Regions from separate parts of the Ovis aries genome. Here all the other regions are linked to region 3. The links are chromatin contacts, called in public Hi-C maps. All regions are on one chromosome and are shown on one strand. The core of a region is the stretch at or near the end of the contact, and the rest is flanking DNA. Distances in the headings are between cores, read along the strand shown. Region 1 holds the start of ATF1 (activating transcription factor 1). Region 2 has its middle 26 kb from the start of TMPRSS12. Region 3 holds the start of LETMD1 (LETM1 domain containing 1).

Evidence for each region. Hi-C and Micro-C count contacts between places; a contact is called where the count stands out from the background.
Region 1: a contact with region 3 is called in a Hi-C map of skin fibroblasts, with 4 times the contacts expected there. The contact joins the promoter of ATF1 here to the promoter of LETMD1 in region 3. A contact is called at or near these places in 2 of 16 Hi-C or Micro-C datasets (blood and skin fibroblasts).
Region 2: a contact with region 3 is called in a Hi-C map of mesenteric adipose tissue, with 3 times the contacts expected there. The contact joins the enhancer-like site here to the promoter of LETMD1 in region 3. A contact is called at or near these places in 3 of 16 Hi-C or Micro-C datasets (mesenteric adipose tissue and tail adipose tissue).

Annotation. Positions count from the first base shown.
Region 1 is chr3:135,586,334-135,589,556 of ARS-UI_Ramb_v3.0, reverse strand. ATF1 (activating transcription factor 1) reads left to right here and starts at 1,841. Exons shown (of 7, transcript XM_060412607.1): 1 at 1,841-1,886.
Region 2 is chr3:135,522,369-135,525,194 of ARS-UI_Ramb_v3.0, reverse strand. No RefSeq gene overlaps it. Among named protein-coding and RNA genes, the nearest start is that of TMPRSS12, 26 kb to the right of the region's middle. Within about 2 kb of position 1,299, at least 1 of the 54 cell types and tissues checked has an H3K27ac peak or open chromatin away from gene starts, as enhancers often do.
Region 3 is chr3:135,128,338-135,131,602 of ARS-UI_Ramb_v3.0, reverse strand. It overlaps LETMD1 (LETM1 domain containing 1), which reads left to right and starts at 1,959. Exons shown (of 9, transcript XM_012174274.5): 1 at 1,959-2,104; 2 at 2,936-3,087. The coding sequence starts at 1,983. It overlaps LOC105610932 (a long non-coding RNA gene), which reads right to left and starts at 1,786. Exons shown (of 2, transcript XR_001039124.4): 1 at 1,410-1,786; 2 at 1-1,223.

The DNA of each region.
Region 1 (3,223 bases), core at 592-3,091, 460 kb before region 3:
TCTTCCAAGGAGGAAATAACCCAGCAAGAAAAGAATAATAAATGTAGAACCAGCCTTTCAGTCATTAATATTCTGGATTCTAGAATGACTGTTGCTAGGCTTTGTTAATCATGAAAGGTTGATGTCTGAGAACCTCTTCTCCGCTCTTTACTTTTATAGGACTATGCTTTCCTATGATATATGACATTTTGATTCTTTAAGTAATGTTGGGACATAAGATGAGTATTACACTTTCCCCAATTTTGATAAGACACATTTAGGCTGGATAATTTACTTAATTGAAAAGCTAAAGTAAGGGCAATTGGGGACTTCCCTGGTGGTTCAGTGGTTAAGACCTTGTGTTTCCAATGCAGGAGATTTGGGTTCCCTGGTTGGGAGAACTAAGATCCCACAAGCCACAGGGCTCTGCCAAAAACAAATAAACCTCGGGCAGTTAACTGTTGTGGGTTTTAATAGGTAGTCAGTGTTTTCCTGAATGAATGACAATGGATAAACATTAGTGAGTTTTTAGGAGAGTCTGGCACAGTTTGGCACAGAGTAACTTGAGCTTTAAAAGCACATTATCTGGCCCTAATTTAATGTGATAATTAAATCACATTATCCGGCCCTAAAGGTCAAAAGGGAAGGGCCCTATCGACTCAAGTTGCCTACGTGGAGATCTCAAGCTAGGAAAATTTTAGAAAAATTATGGAACTTTTTGTCAAGAGCAAATTAAAATGTTTATCATTTATTATCTCCAGAAAGTCAGCAAAGAACATTTGCAAGGAAATGGATAAACAAAAAAATTCAGATGTATCAGAATAATCCCTTCTCCAGAAAAGTAGACAGTCATTAAAAAAAAGTTTAAAAAGCTTTTTGTAATGTATCAGAACGACGGTGTCATTGTATTATTATTTTTTTGGTCGGGTTGCGCGGCTTGCGCGATCTTAGATCCCAGACCAGAGATGGAGCCCTGCTTCCCCTGCAGTGGAAGCGCGTAATCCTAACCACTGCACCGCCAGGAAATTCCCGGTGTGATTTTATTTTACAACACTCGATTGTACTATAACTTTTCTCTAGTTTAAGTTGGGCTAAATCTGTGCTTCAGCGTGACACACTAACACACCCTGCCGACACCTTGCGGGTGTGGCTTTTAATCCTTTCATGTGTGATTAAAGATACAACTCTTAACGCCGTTTTATGGGATTAACATTAGTCTGAGTGGTAAGAAAAACTGAGGACAAGCCTTCAGGCTTCAAGTCACTCTGTCTACAACAGGCGGCAGGTCAGGCGTGGGTCAAAGCCCGGACGACAGCTCTGGGCCGCACCAAGTAGGAGCCGAGCTGAGACTGACGCCACGAACCGAAGAAAACTACCTCAGGCCGAGCGGCCTCTTGAGCCCCCGAGCGGGTGCTGGCCTCTGAAAACAGACATCTGGGAGCAGTGAAGACAGCTCCTGAAGCTAAAAGGAACTGCAGGTAACGCCACGCCCAACTCTCGCCAGAATAACACCTTTGCAACACGAACTCGCCATCCCGGGATACCTCGGCACAAGATGGCGGCGCGTCACGTGCGCAACGCGGTGACGTAGGACGGCGCCCTCACGGAAGGACCGCCCTAACCTCACCCCCCACGCTCTGTTACTCAGTTTTGCCCCCCTTCACTCCCCCGCCCCCGGCCTGGTGTAGATCATGCCGCCAGTGGCGGCCCTGACTGCCGAGGAAACGGTAGCTTAGGACAGTTGGCTGTTAAGTGACACTGATTCTCCCCGCCCCGCCTGACCCCTAAGAAAGAGGCACGTCCCCCGCCGCGTGAGGGGGTGGGGAAGTGGGTAGTGAATTCGGATCCACCTGGGAGGGGGGAGTGGAAGTTCCCCGCCCCGGACAGCGGCAAGGCAGCAGCCACAGGTAAGCAGGGGGCGGGGGAGGCGGGTGGGGACGTGCTCCCGTGTCCCCGGGCAAGAGGAGGGCGCCGGGACGCGGCCCCCGCGGGGACGCCGAGGCGGGTCACGCGTCTGGTGGGGGTCGCGCGGGGCGGCTGCGGTGGGGGAGGGGCGCGGAGGGCGCTTGGCGGAAGGGGGAGGGGCTGCTCGCTCTCCCCCGGCGGGGCGCGCTTCCGGTTCTCGTTGCCTGGCCTGCTGCGCCCCTTCAGTCGGCGGTGTCTTCTTCCCTCCCTCCCGCCTGCTGTCCCCCAATGAAAATTAAAACGAAGACCTCCCGCCGCGGGGCGGTTTTCGCCTCTGAAGCCGCCTCTGCGGCCCAAGGCGAGAGCCCTCTGTCGAAGGTCTCGGGGTTGGGACGGGAGCCGTGGGGAGGGCAGCATGGCCTTGGCCTCCGCGCGTCGTCCGCCGAGCGCCGCCAGAGACCGGTTATCTTCGCCGAAGACCGTAGAGCGTGCCCGGCGCCCTCGGGGTGCGGGGCCCGGACCGCTCGCTGTTGGGCCAGAGCCAACCCTTATCATCCGGGACCTTCCAGTCCAGTGGGGAGACATACGGTAGAATAATCATACACGAAGCAGTCATGGGAAGGTAGTGTGGAGTGACAGAACTCGTCTGTTTACCAACGGACAGACGTTCAAACCGAGAATACGTTCTCTTCTATTTCCTCCTGTATCACAAAACTAAGCATGGTATTTCAGAGCATCCACTTCGCCGTGGAGCATCCCGCTTGATCTCTCTACTATTATTGTAGATGTCAATGACTAGTTGTTCTGTCAACTTTTGAGGCGTAATGGGCTAATAGTCATCCGGATCCTTTCCGTTTCTGAGGCTTAATTCAGCATAAATTTGGCAAGCATCTTCGCCAAACTGGCCTCTTTTGTGATGTATTTGTTTTATCACTGCGAAGTATATTTGCTTATGTTTGCAAAAATAATTTCATCCCGAAAATTTCATTATGAACAGATGTATGCAGTTTTATTTAAATGCTGTTTTTCCTATAGACTATAATATGCAGTTTTCCTCTGTCTCAATTAGAATCAGTACGGTGTTCTTAAAGACGAATATGTTCTATTGAATTTGCTACTAACTTTGACGGTTTGTCTGATACATTTGTGCAGTGCTGCTATATCACCAGTAGGTGGTAGTACCCTCAACGTGTTTTTTTCCCCTTCACCTGTCATCCCATTTATTTATATTGATACTACTGAATTGTCAGCTCTAAAATAGGATGTTTTCTTGCGCCTGAATTTTCCTGTTTCTAAAGCTGGCTTGAAGTAATTTTCTGAAGATACCTTGTTTGATAAG
Region 2 (2,826 bases), core at 50-2,549, 390 kb before region 3:
ATTTAAAAATAAATTATCACTTACTGTTTGTTACATTGATGGAAATAACATTACTGCCCACAAATGCATCCTTGAGCATATAAGATTTTTTTTTAATCCCTTTATTTTTATTGACTATCCCTTTATTATTCTATGAAGAATGGACATGTGTTAAAGCTTCAGAAATCTTACCATATTTGTTTTTTCATTCAGCAATTACTATTTTAAAATGACTGGCTATGTTTTTCTCTAGTTAAAACATATATTAATTATGCCTTGGAACTATACAGTTATAATTGCAATTCAGATTCCCAGATGCTGAAATGATAAAATCTGAGTGAATTTGACTAAGTTAAAGGAAAAGTCATAGGTTATAGTGAAAGAAAATGTCAAAGTATATCACAGTCTAATTGCAGTAATCATATTATTTACTGTTACTCAAATTTGGTTTTTATTTTTTAACAAATATTGCCTTTTTTCCCCAAAAACTTCTTCCTATAAAGAAAGGAAAGGAACACTTAAATCAAGGTTGTAGAATTCAGAAGCTCACTGTAGGCAGTGTTTTGCAGAAGTATATTTTTTTGGCCATGCCCTGCAGCATGCAAAGTGGCGTGCGGAATGTTAGTTCCCTGACTAGGGACCGAAGCCATGCCCCCCATGGAGTCCTAACCACTGGACCACCAGGGAAGTCCTTGGCAGAAACCTTCGAGAGAGTCGGTTGACGGTGTAGGCCATTTAATTTTTTTTTTTTTAAGAGATTTTAGTAACTCAGTCCCTTTATTCATGTACCTTTCTTTACAGCAAACACAGACAGGGATTAGAGACCAAGTCTTTGCCATTTCATGGTTGAGATCCTTTTCCTCAGAACTGATGGATATATGTGATAATTTGCTGCCTTCGATAAGTATGTTTTAACATACATTTATTACAAAATTGAGTTACCTATATAATAACATGTACAGTTTTACCATTTCCTTAACATCTACTATTTATTGAGTAATTAATATGCATAAGAAACTATTAAAGTAGACATTCATTCAGAAGAAACCTACTGAAGGCCTTTTCCATGCCAAGCATTACAGGAAGAGTGACAGACCAGACAGAGTTGGTCTCTTACGGAACTCAGGTAAGTAACAGTCTCACAGGGTGACATTAATACCCAACTAAGGTTATATGAGTAATAATAAACAGGGATCTGGGATTTAAACCTACCCCCTAACCAATATAAAACAGCACATATACCCTTACCCCCAACAACACACACCTTTATTTTAAAACTTGAAGGGGAGACTGCATCTTATGCTTCTCTGTACCCCCAGTCTAGGGCAGTCCTTACCTGGTTTAAAGGAGTGCCCTGTTGTGTTAGTCACTAAGTCGTGTCCGACTCTGCGACCCCCACGGACTGTGAAACTCACTCAGTTGTGTCTGACTCTGCAACCAACTATACAGTCCATGGAATTCTCCAGGCCAGGATCCTGGAGTGGGTAGCCTTTCCCTTCTCCAGCCTTTACCCTCTCCAACCCAGGGATCAAAGCGAGGTCTACCCATGGATTCTTTACCAGCTGAGCCACAAGGTTCCTCTGTCCATGGGATTTTCCAGGCAAGAAGAAGAGTGGGTTGCCATTTCCTTCTCCAGGGGATCTTCCTGACCCAGGGATCAAACCCAGGTCTCCTGCACTGCAGGCAGATTCTATACCTAATGTTACTTTACCCAGGGTTACATGGTAAATAGCAAAACCGGTGTTTGGACCTAAACTTGATCAACTCCAGGCTGTGGTCTTAACCTAGAGCGTACCTTCTTAACGTGTGCTGGAAAGTCTGAAAAGCTTCACTGAATCTGCACTCGAATAGCACAGATTCTTAAAGATCTATTTAAATGTGTCCACTAGATGGCAACCTCCGTTCTAAAAAATCACAAGTTTTACAAACTTTAAAAATTACACAGAAAACTACACGTTACCATATCAAATCCTTGTACATGCACCATTCAGAATTAATAAATGTTAACATTTTGTTGCCTTCAGCTCATTTTCTGAAGAGGAAAAAATGCACAGATAAAACTCATCTTTCCCTAGTCCAATTTTCCTCCCTGAAGGAAACCACTATAATGAATTCAGTCTGGAACCAGTCCGTGTTTTTATGTTTACTACATGAAGCCATAAATAACATATCAGACTGTAGTATCTCTTTTAGAAGTTTATAAATGGTACTTTAACTCCCCAAATGAAAGATCAAGCAGACCAAAGAAAATTTAGGATTTTAGCTATGATAAAGTAATACTTTCTTTTGGAAAAAACCTGAATATGAGAGCAATTTTTTTTTTTATCAGATGACAATTCTTAGAATTTACCATCAACTCTGAAAAAATACTTGCCAACAAAAAAATTTTTTTAAATCATAAGATGTGCAAGAAAGCTTAGACTTAGTTGATAAAACAGTAAACAAAAACACCTACAATGAATTTTAAAAAGAAAAAAGTCACAATTTCTTTCCCCACTACCCACTGCCATCATAAATAAGCAATCAAATAAAATTTTGAGGAATTAACTGCTCAGTGAAGGATACTAATTAAACATGAAACATGGTGTTTCGCAAGCTCAACTACTTGGAGAAATGACAGAGGACATCGGAAGACCCCTCTACAAATCTATGCATATTAGTAATCATAACAAGTGTAAATGTACTGAGCATTTTAAAGATTGCCATGTTGGATTAGAAAACAAAATTCACTATATGTTGTTTACAGCCCTAAAATATAAGGATACAGCAAGGTTGAAAGTAAAAGCACGGAAAAGGTTATATCAGCCAATTATTAGCCAAAAGAGAACAAAGCATAAATGTAGTACA
Region 3 (3,265 bases), core at 710-3,209:
GGGTGTCTCCCTGAATAAGGAGGAGTGTAGTGAAGGGGTAGTTAAGTCATTTATATAGGTCAGTTCTTCCAGGTCTTTGTTTACCTTTAGCCAATTACCTGGTTTCTTTTTCCACATCTGACCTGCCTTAGGACCCTCCCCACCATGAGTGTGCAGGTTTTTTCCAAGATAGATTTCGGTCCAGGAGCCTATGGGATCACGTATTAGCATCATATATTATGCAATGGCGCTCCCCCCTCCTTTTGACCCCCAAGGAGACTTTCCGCACATGTGAAACATCTCCTTTGCCCCAAGGATGGGAGGTGTGTGATTACCTCTTAACAGTCTTTTAATAGGGTTTAGTCCCACTCGGTCCCTGCCATAAAAATGCCTAATGTCTGGTTATTTACCCTATTCCTGTTGCTGAGATCTCAAAACATAGATAGGAGTCCGGTCTTAAATATGTAGTCCTAGAGCCCATTTGTCTTTTGCTTCAGGAAATGTATAGGCACCTGGTGATGAATGGCGCTCATCCCAGGAAGCTGAACAGTAGCCCAACTGTAAATGCCTAGACTGAAGCCCATCCATTTCCTGCCTCACATAAGTCCTACCAACCTCTCCAAATCCTTCTCACTGGAATCCATCTTGGCTGGGTGATGCATGTGCCACCAGAAAGGACCCTTAGAATAATCTGCCAGAGACAACCAGAAAACTAACTCCATCATCATAAAACCTGAGGCTGAGCCAAGTGGCAGAGCAGTTCTGGGTTCCCTTACCCTGCTGCTCTCTGTCCAGACGCCCTTACCTAATAAAGTATCTTGCTTTGTCAGCGTATGTATCTCCTCATACAATTCATTTCCGATTATTAGATGAAAACCCACTCTCTGCTCCTAGCTGGGGTTCCCCTTTCCTGCAACATCACTTCTGGCAATCCCTCACAATTTCAGGGATTAATGAATGTAGTCAAACATGTTTATTGGGCAACTACTAATGCGGGAGACCCAGGTTCCATCCCCGGGTCGGGAAGATCCTCTGGTGAAGGAAATGGCAACCCACTCCAGTACTCTTGCCTGGAAAATTGCATGGACGGAGGAGACTGGTAGGCTACAGTCCAAGGGATCGCAAAGAGTCGGACACGACTGAGCGACTTCACTTCAGGCGACAGGCATGACATCTAGCGGTGGCGGTACAGTACAACAGTAACTAAGGCAAGAAGGTGCTTGTCCTCAGGCTGGTTCAGGCACCTGGTCAAAAGAAACAAACGTATAAACGATGTGGTTAAATGCTATAAAGAAATTACGGGGGGTAATGGGAGAAAATGCATGTCCTTCTGGTCAGAGCCAGCCTCTCACAAAAGTGCCATTAAGGTTGAGACTCAAGCTTGGTCTTCAGGAGGCACTTAATGAAAGACATTATTCCCACAGACCTACTTTGAAAAAAGCCCACAAAAGGGAACGCCGTAAGTGGTCCACGCAGGGGCCGCTCCCAGACCGCCAACCTTCGCGGCCAGACCTTGACTGGCACTAGAGGGCGCCGGGGGTCCTCCCAGGACCAAGGAGGAGCCGTGGCCAGAGGCCGCGCCTAACTGACCTCTGGCACCTGCCGCGCCAAAGCCCCAAAGCCTGGCGCCACGCGGACAGAAAACAAGGGCGACGGTGCCAGGAAACCTATAGGCCCTAGAGCTGCTCCAGGGGTCACCAGACCCTCCAAGAGCGAACTTCGCAGAACCACATCCCAACCAAGGGCAGATACTCCCTCGCTCCCTCTGGGATAGCCCGGTTCCGGCGCCTCTAAACCAGGAAGTGCTGGTGGCATCCAATCCCAAACCTCCTTCCGCTCTTAGCCTTCGCGTCCACGGCTCGCCGCGGGGGCGCGCGAGGAGAGCGGCCTATGGTTACCAATGAGCTCTCAGGAAAGGCGCATGCGTCGGCGAAGGAACGCAACGTTCAGGAACTTTGACCTGAAGACGACTTTTCCCTGTCTGCCCCTCCCTCGCTGTGAAGATGGCGCTGTCCAGAGTGTGTTGGGCTCGGGCTGCTTTGTGGGGTTCGGCGGTGCCCCCTGGACTATATGTCGTCCGAAGGCTGCAGTTTGTTCGCTCTGGCCTGACCTGGGGGGCCCCTCGGTGAGGGACTTGGAGAGAGAAAAACATTTTTGACGTTCAGGCCCTGCCAGTGTCTCAATATTGTTTGCATGCTGTCTTAATTCTCAGGGCTCCACGCCCTGGCCCCTGGATTTCTATTCTGCTAAGAAGTCGCACTCGTATCCCTGCTAGAGACCTGGCTTCCTGACCCTCTCAGTTCTCAGCGCCGCGTGTTGCCTGAATTCTCCACGTGTCCTGAGCCGACCTTTTTCGGCTCAAGATTTTTCTGCTGCTTACCTGGATCTCACCTCTCTGGCTTTAGCCTGCTGCCCAAATTGTCCCTCAGGCCTTCTGCTTTCTCCAGGCTCACCACTCCCCCGATATTCATTCTTGTCTGGCCTCTTATCTGCCTTATCTGTTTTTCTCAGTCTAATTGCTTATCTCTCCGTGATCTCAAGATCTTCCTTGGATTTCAGAAGTTTCAGGTCTTAGCATAAATTCTCTGAAGCCTGTGTTTTACGTTTACGGACCCCTGCGGAGAAGCACGGAGAAGGCAATGGCACCCCACTCCAGTACTCTTGCCTGGAAAATCCCATGGATGGAGGAGCCGGGAAGGCTGCAGTCCATGGGGTCGCTGAGGGTTGGACACAGCTGAGCGACTTCACTTTCACTTTTCACTTTCATGCATTGGAGAAGGAAATGGCAATCCACTCCAGTGTTCTTGCCTGGAGAATCCCAGGGACGGGGGAGCCTGGTGGGCTGCCGTCTCTAGGGTCGCACAGAGTCGGACACGACTGAAGTGACTTAGCAGCAGCAGCAGAGAAGCAGGTTCCAGGGCTGGTTCCCAGATAGTCTCTTTCATCTTCCTTGTAGGTCTTCAAAGCTTCATCTTTCTCCAAAGGCAGATGTGAAGAGCTTGATCTCTTATGTGGTGACCAAGACAAAAGTGATTAACGGGAAATACCATCGTTTCTTGGGTCGTCATTTCCCCCGCTTCTATGTCCTGTATACAATCTTCATGAAAGGTAAAGACAAAACTAAAATAAAAATCCATTGGATCAGCTCTTGGGCAGTGTCAGGGAGAATAAGTAAGATCATTTCCGGCTCTGCATGGGGGTGTGAGCTGGTGTGTCTTGTGTTTCATAAATGCTTGAGCATTAAACTACTTCTTACAAGTTAGAGCTTCTTGAGGATGTTTCTAGA